Regions from separate parts of the Gasterosteus aculeatus genome. Here region 1 is linked to region 2. A link is a contact called in public Hi-C data. All regions are on one chromosome and are shown on one strand. Each heading gives the region's core, a stretch centred on a gene start, on an enhancer-like site or on the middle of the called end of the contact. The rest is flanking DNA. Distances are from core to core; before and after follow the strand shown. Region 1 holds the start of dnm1a (dynamin 1a). Region 2 overlaps dnm1a (dynamin 1a).

Region 1 (4,153 bases), core at 855-3,354, 37 kb before region 2:
AAGGCAAAGGTCAAAAATCAAAAAAGGGGTTTCATCAAATGACAGCAAGGGAATATGTCCAAAACAACAGGTACGATATGGAGGGCTAGTCTGATAAAGCTACACGGCCTGTCCCTTTGGCCCTCAGGAATCAGGAAACATGTATTGCCATAATATGTCGGACATACAAGGAATTTGACTTGGCGGTTGGTGCGTAACAGCAGACAGTACGACAATGGAAGGTCCACAAACAGGTTTTGTCCGGGGTGAGAGGGGTCGGCTACGATCTTTTTAGATCGGACAAACGAGAGCCCTGTATTGTCTGACCGCTCTTAACATGGATTACAGATCGAGGAAACAAAGATGACAGGTTTAGACACAGAGTTTTACTAGAACTAAAAAGGACTGGCCAGTAGTCTTCCTATGAAGTTGCAGTAGCCGGATGTTTTTATAAAGCATACACAAAACATCGCTTGACAACCAAACAGAGGACCTGTGCGATGTTACGTTTGGAGTTGTCTTCCGTCAAAGTAACACACTAAATGTGTTCAAAGTCATCCCAGGTGCTGAGGGTGCTAACAAACAGATCATCCACCGAGACAATAACAACAAATCGTCGCACGCTCATCCGCCGCCGGCCACGAACGTCTCCCCCCATGGAGGCCCATGTCTAATCCCCGGTCTCGAGTTAATGTGCTTACCGCTGTCCCTGGTGGTGGTGATGGCCGACATGGTGCCCCGGAGGCGGCTGGGGAGGAGGAGGCGGAGGCTGCTGCTGGAAAAGTTGTTGTAGCTGCCGCAGGTGCTGGTGAAACTGTTGCTGCTGCTGTTGCTGCTGCTGCTGCTGATGATGGATGTGCGGATTGAACATCACGGGCTTTAAATTCCCTCCGTTACACCGCGGGGAAACGCAGCGGCAAACGCCTTGACGCCCCTTTCAAGTTAAATTAATCTGAATGGAAGGGAACAAAAAGGTGTATCACAATGGGCCCCGATGTCTCTGTTTGCAAAGACACGCTCGATAACAATGCGCATCTGCAAAGACAACAGGTCGCCCTCGTATTTCGTGATGCTAACTGACGTTAGCTAGCGCTAGCAAGTGCGCTAACAACAATTTACTTTTTTGGTATTTTCTCAATTGAGTTTTTTGTACCCATAACCAACTCTTTAGAGAGACCGGCATGCTGTTTCAAAACAAACGCCATGGAAATATTGTGACAGAAAAAGAACAATCTACACCTGCTCCAAAAAGAAATGAGCTAACGTTACATTTGTCTCCGCTCACACAACAAGTTAGCTTAGCAACACATCGAACTAGCTAGCTAAGTCGCACATAAACCAGCTGCGCTTCCTCGGGTACTTTCTACACTTTACCGTAGCCACGCAGGTCACGACTTCCTTCGCCGAGTTATGTGGCAATCCGTGAGCAATTAGCCGACTGAAAACACAGCGCAAGGTTGAATACGTCCTCTCTGTCCCGAGTGCAACTCGCATAAAACAGAAACCCCCAACCAGCGTTTCCAGTGTAGGAAAGTTATTGCACTCTGTCGCCTCCCCGTGGTTGTCCGGAGAACTGAACAAAATGGATGTCTGCCTAATAAATGTAGCTTTTAATGTATTATCTATATTTTAAACGGCCGGATTTTAGTTCTCAAACCCAAATGGCCTCGTAAATTTTATACAAAATGTAGTATTTTAGGGTTCTGCGTTATAACACATATGTTCGATACATAGTTATATATGAATTTACATCTATATAGATAGATAGATGGATCGATGTGTAGATGTATGGATGGACGAGTGGATGGATAGATCCACGCATATGCTTGTTGTGCATTATAAAAACAAACACACAAGACGCTGTATAGCGCCGTCTAGCCTCAGTTGTTGGCGCTCACAGTTTCAGCACCATGGACAGATCTGCTCCTATTTCCCGGTCTCCATTCACCTCCCTAAATCGACCAAAATTTGTTTTGAATTAAAGACTCTCGCTGACCTCCCACACACGCGGTTTACTGTAAACTTCACAATTTGACAGACAACCACAGTGAAAGTAAACCAGTGACACGCCACCGAGCGGTGTGCGCGGAGAACTGCAGAGATCTCTCCTGGGGGGAAATACAAGAGATCATCCTCATCCTCCCCTGCTGCTGCTGCTGCTGCGCTCGGTGCAGAAAGAGTGCGGACTATACGCGTTGGAGAGGGTCCTCCAGCCGAGGTTGTCCGACACGCCGAGGAGGCGCAGTCCACGAGGGGGCTGACAGAAAAGTGAAGAAGAAACAATAAAAAAAAACGCCCTCTAAGCGGAAGATTGGCGAGTGGGGAAATAAATCCCTCGCTGCTCCGACAAGGAAGATCTACGCAACCCCCCCCTTGGCATCGCAAAAATGGGGAACCAGGGAATGGAGGATTTGATTCCTCTGGTGAACCGCATGCAGGATGCCTTCTCCGCCATCGGCCAGAACTCCAACCTGGACCTGCCGCAGATCGCCGTGGTGGGCGGCCAGAGCGCCGGGAAGAGCTCGGTGCTGGAGAACTTCGTCGGGAAGTAAGTGGCCTTTCCGGGCTGCAGCGCATGTTGCTGCATCGGCGCCTTTTTGTGTGTGTGTTTTACACCTCACGCACATCCAAAAGTCCTGCTCCCTTCCTTTTTTTTGTAAGGCAGGTCGGAATCCACCAGTCTTATCGTGTTGTCACGTTGTCTTTTACCACAAAACACCGAGGCGAGGAGATTATTTTACAGCTAGGCCCACATAAATCCTCAGGGAAGTGTCTTCTGGACTGATCAATTCAGGGGAGCGAACCAATGACGTCACATGACCCCCATGTCACATTCTACACTTCATAACGTTTCTAAAATGGCAACAACACGTATCATTGTTTCAATGACGTCAGTCACAGAGGGGTAGTTAGTATGCTGACTTCCGGTGTGGCAGATACAGTTGCAGGCAGCTCGGGGGATGTGCTGTGTGTTGCTGTAGCAGTGCCTCTGTTTTTGTAGCCCTCATGCTGTAAAATTCTGAGGCGGGTGGGGGGGCAACATGAGTGTTTTTATATGTGTGTGTGTGTGTGTGTGTGTGTGTGTGTGTGTGTGTGTTGAAAGAGTTGTTTCTTCAGTCTTCTTAAGCAAACTTCTCAGCACAGTTCTCAGTTTGCTGATACAAAGCAAAGCGAGTAAATGTGATCTGTTATGCTGCAGTATGACCTTGCAGAGAGAGAGAGATAGAGAGAGAGAGAGAGAGAGAGAGAGAGAGAGAGAGAGAGAGAGAGAGAGAGAGTCCTCATGAGCTTTGAGCCCTTCCAGCTCAGCTCATCCATCTGTCTGCCGGTGCTTACGCTGTAAGCGAAGCTTACCGAAGGCCCAACATGAGTGTCACTGGCTGACTGTTTATCAGCCCGGTTGCTTGTGTTTCACTAGACGGGGACTTTTAATCCCTCGGATGCACTGAGTGTGCAGTATTTCCTGCCTATAGCAAAGTGCTGTGGCTCCAAGCCAGCTTAACCCCGCACTAAACAGGGCCTGCTATTTCAACACATTTCTTTTCTCACTTCAATCTATTGTCTTACATTTTTTTAACAGTAGATTCAAATAATTCACGTCATGGCCACAAGCTCCCAGCGAATGACTCAAGTGACCTTAAGGAAATATATCGGATGATAGACAACTCCCTCTAGAGCTAAAGCCTACCCTTCAAAACCTGCAACACACTTCCATGTGTCCAATTACTGGCGTTGCCCTGAAATCACAAGTTGAATGAACTCAAATATTAGAAGTACACGTTGTTACTATTTCATGGTACTTTGTTTCAAATGTGTCTTTCGTGTAGATACATTTAAAAACAGTGCTTTACCAGCATTTTATGTGAACCTTTGTCCCCCGCTTTACAGCCTCTTCTTATGCCTTCTTTAAAACAGCAGCAAAAACAACAGTTTCGAGTAGACGCCGTTGAAGCAACCTCTTCAGTAGGGCCACGTTTTTTGCTGCTCGACCAGCTGTAGTCATGGAAACAGCTTGTGCCTAATTACGTTGCCTAACCCGGGGGGGAGCAGTGGGATGCACCATCGTAGTACCACCAGGTGGTTTAACAGTAACGAAGGCCTGGAATGATTTGTTCGTGCGTGTCGGTAGAATCTGCATCCTGTCGCGCGCCGTTAGTGTGTGTGTGTGGGTGTG
Region 2 (4,184 bases), core at 1,189-3,688:
TGGAGCGGCAGGTGGAGACCATCCGTAACCTGGTCGACTCCTACATGGCCATCGTCAACAAGACCGTCCGCGACCTGATGCCCAAGACCATCATGCATCTCATGATCAACAACGTGAGCTCGCCACTTTACCAACTGTATGTATATAAAAATCCCAACAGTCCCGATCATATCCGCCATTTTTGTCCAGACCAAAGAGTTCATCAACGCGGACCTGCTGGCCCAGCTGTACTCGTGCGGCGACCAGAACACGCTGATGGAGGAGTCCCAGGAGCAGGCCCAGCACCGTGACGAGATGCTGCGGATGTACCACGCCCTGCGGGAGGCCCTCAGCATCATCGGCGACATCAGCACATCTACCATAACCACCAACATGCCGCCGCCAGTGGACGACTCTTGGCTGCAGGTGCAGCGGAGCGGCTCCGGGGGAAGGTAAGGGGCCGGTGAGAAGGTTAGAGGGGTTAGAGGTTGTGTTTTTTGGGGGGGGGGGGGGGGGGGGATGATGGGCGGAGGGTCGCTATCTGACTCGTAGCTTCATTAATCCAGAGGTCCGTGTCTCCCCCCCACTTCTCCTCCAGGTCTCCAGCCACCAGTCCAACCCCGAACCGCAGAGCACCCCCGGGCCGCCCGGGCTCTCGTGGGCCTCCACCGGGGCCTCCTCCCGCTGGGGGACCCCCCGTGCCGTCTCGCCCGGGGGCTTCTCCGGACCCTTACAGTGGGCCGCCGCCCACTGTGCCCTCCCGGCCGAACCGCGCTCCCCCGAGTGTGCCGAGGTGAGCGAAGGCGTGAGAGAACGAGCTTTCCCCACGTTTGAAACCAGAGCAATCCAACCTGAAGCATGCTCTCTTTTTACTGAGGGCAAAAAAGGAGGTCAATTAAAGTGGGGAGCTGATTGTGATCGACGAATAGATTGATAGGCGTCCCTAGAACGCATGACCAATGGACTATATTCCTCATTTTCTCTTGGTCTGGTTAACTAGTTGTGTGTCTGCCATTACTTTGACCTTTCTGACACACCTTTCACACTCCACTGTGCATCGCTTACACCCACCTCACCACTGACCTCATCGGAGTAGTCAAGAAACGGGCGCTTCAAAGCAAGTCGGTGACTGGAATGAGCGTCAGAGGGGCTTTCTTTTTACGTTCTCCATTAACTGTATCTTGTATCTCGTGCTTGCCTGGGTTTTGTGAGCTAGCTGACCATCACTGTAAGAGAAGCAGGAGACACTAACATCTCAGAGGCAAAGCTCTCACTAGCCAACGCGGCCCCGAAAAACAGGAAAGTGTCTGAAAATCCCTCCATTTGGCGTCAGAATCATCAGCGGTGAAGCGGTTTGTTCTGCTATGACCTAAGTGAGAGCTGAGCACATGTGACATTGCTCATTTCCTGCACTGTAACTCTTTGCACTCCTTTTTTTCTCTCTTTCCCTTTTCCTCACCACACCTCTGTCCCACACATGACTATGGTTTCCTTCTGCAGAATCACTATCACTGACCAATGAGGAGTAACGTGTCTGGTACGTTGGGTACTGTCCGCCATCACCCTCATCGTGACCGCTATCCCTTCTTTTTTTTTTTCCTCTTCCTCTCGGAACGCTAATCCTTTCACTCGCATGCCGGTTTTCTTTTTCTCACGTTTCTTTTCTCTTCTCAGAGCGCTGCATGGGCAAACACACACACCCGGCGCAGAGGGTGTGCGTGTGTTTGCGTCCGTGTCTGAGCTGATTCCTGGAGCTGTTTCAATAATGAATTTATTGAAGGGGGCGTCAGTGTGTCAAAGTGTGATGAAAATGTCTTGCGAAAGAAGACTTTTCTCAGATCGCTGCAGGTTAGACAGGATTCAAACTGTCCGAAACTTGAAGACGGTTGTTGTTTTTGTGTTAGTGTCGTGCGTGATGTATTAATGCCATGGCATCCCACCCACGTCCACAACTTGTAACTGTCTCTGAGTGTCTGACGTTGTTGTTTACAGTCATGGCCTACGTCCATAGTAGCATGTGTGCAGGTAGCACTGCTCACTCCTCAACTAAGCTTTTTTTCTCCAGGGATGAACGGCATTGTTCACATATTCAGGCCTCTGAAAACCACTGCCACTATAGTTGCTCTACACTTATATACATTTCGCCTATACTACAAACAGCATCAAGGCCAACTGAGCCTTGCTTGTGGGCTTTCCTTCCATGTGTTATCTCATAATATGAGTGGCTATCTGTGTGAGTGAAGGTATGTTACACATTGAGGGGGCTGGGGGGGGGGGGGGGGCTGAGATAACACAGTGTAAGTATAAACCTTTACTTACCAGGAGAAACACTAATCCAACCTTTTCCGACCCTGTCCTTTTTGTCTCTGTGTGCGTTTGTGTGTCCATGGCAGTCGGAGACCCCCACCGTCTCCAACCCACTAGACCTCTGAGCTCCTCCCTCCCTCTGTCCCTCTGTCCCACCTCTGGATGGGAGTCCATGGACAACAACGCCACCTTCCTGTTGTTTTCTGCAACACCCGACCGGTCCTGCTCCTACTTTTCCCTTAAAACACACACACACACAGCGCTGTTTCCCACGGAGATGCTGAATACTTGAAACACACTCGCATGACTGGCACACAAACGTGCTGCACCCTCGAAATTTAAACGAATAATGTAGAAAAATATCAAAGTTGATTATCTGTAGAGGTTAAGCGAACATCTGCATGCACACTCCTTTTATACACACACACACATGTATGCATACATATTTACAAGCAAATACAATTAGAATATGTGTTCCTACTAAGGTGCGAGCAAACTACGCATGACACTTTGCCTGAGTTTCACATTATACTCCAGCCTCTTTGATGGGTATTCTGCCTGCTGACTGGCTTGTCCTAACTATCATTTTCTCTCCTGTTTCTTTTATGTTTGTCGTTTTTCCTCACTAAAATCTCATCAACTCACTTTGTGCTGCCGGTCATGTGCGAAAATTGCAGAGTTTAAAAAGAATGACAGCTAATTTTGGAGTGACAGCGAGATCCTCTTTGTGGCAGTGGCAAGTGGGTGGCATCAAACTTGAGAGCCCCACCCCCTACACGGAACCCGCCGGTCCAAACCTAAAATTAGCCTCTGTAATAAGAAGACGGGGAATCACGTGTCTCAAATAAAATTAAATAAAATAAAATATTTACAGCAGCTGACCTGTCGTACAAATAACAGTTGTTTCTGGGAAAAATTGGCTCCTCCCACCCAGCGTGCCGTTGTGACGCCGACTGACTTACTGGCGATTGCCGCTGCCTGCCACAAAGTTGCCACCCACTTGCCACTGCCACAAGGAGGATCTCGGCCCTACTGTAATTTTGGATAAAAAGAGGCCGAACAGCAAATAAATATCAGAATGTCCATAACAAAGTCTTCTGTCCGATGAACATTGGTGACAATATATGTTCTGAGGACAATTTGAGCAGTTGGAAACTAGTTTTTGTAAGGAATTCCCTGCTGGCTGTTAAGTGATGTGGGAGAAATGTTATTTTCCTCACAGCATTTCAGGCTACAAGGTGACGATCTTGCCTTTTAGCTTCCTTTCTTTAAAATGGGGTTTTCACACACCAACAAAGAAACAGACCAGGGGGGCTTGAATGAAATACGGGGGGAAAGGACCACATACAGACTTCTCTTGCTTCTTTTATTTCTTTCTCCCCTTGCAGTAGGACAGATGTGATGACCTGGGTGACCTGTGGTAAAGGCCTCCCTGTCACTAAATTCACCTGTGTTCTAACTTTCTTATGTAATTGAATCAGGGGACAGACAAATATTTTAAAAGACTTTGTCCAAAACCATCATACAAAAACACTGTTAGTCTGTGCTTCCACAGAACCTATGCAACAGGGAAATTTTCCCAATGCTTTTTTCTTTTGGCTTAAAGTGGCGCCTCCCATGCCACTATTCCCACTTTCCTTCTCTCCTTTAAAAAAAAAACCTTATCTAACAAAAGATCTAACAAGACTGCAATATATCAACTATCCTTCTGCAGACGGCTGCATGACACCAGCCACTCCAAAGTCAAATTCTCTCACTGAGAGGAAGGAAATGTGTGGCCTGGGTTGCGCCCAGAGACTGTTAGGCGGGATGATCATTTTGCATTGTGCATCAAATCCTCTGACGTACTCACAGGAAAACGCTATCCAGGTTTATGATCTGCATATTTATTTATTTTT

Evidence for each region. Hi-C and Micro-C count contacts between places; a contact is called where the count stands out from the background.
Region 1: a Hi-C map of skeletal muscle shows a contact between it and region 2, with 2.4 times the contacts expected there. The contact joins the promoter of dnm1a here to the enhancer-like site in region 2. A contact is called at or near these places in 3 of 6 Hi-C or Micro-C datasets (skeletal muscle and whole body).

Annotation. Positions count from the first base shown.
Region 1 is chr14:6,738,252-6,742,404 of fGasAcu3.hap1.1, reverse strand. It overlaps dnm1a (dynamin 1a), which reads left to right and starts at 2,104. Exons shown (of 23, transcript XR_013452481.1): 1 at 2,104-2,527. ciz1a (cdkn1a interacting zinc finger protein 1a) reads right to left here and starts at 1,696. Exons shown (of 16, transcript XM_040196874.2): 1 at 1,354-1,696; 2 at 681-931. The coding sequence starts at 850.
Region 2 is chr14:6,701,340-6,705,523 of fGasAcu3.hap1.1, reverse strand. dnm1a (dynamin 1a) reads left to right here. Exons shown (of 23, transcript XR_013452481.1): 19 at 1-113; 20 at 190-431; 21 at 578-772; 22 at 2,373-2,505. Among protein-coding and RNA genes, the nearest start is that of golga2, 18 kb to the right of the region's middle. Within about 2 kb of position 2,438, at least 2 of the 9 cell types and tissues checked have open chromatin away from gene starts, as enhancers often do.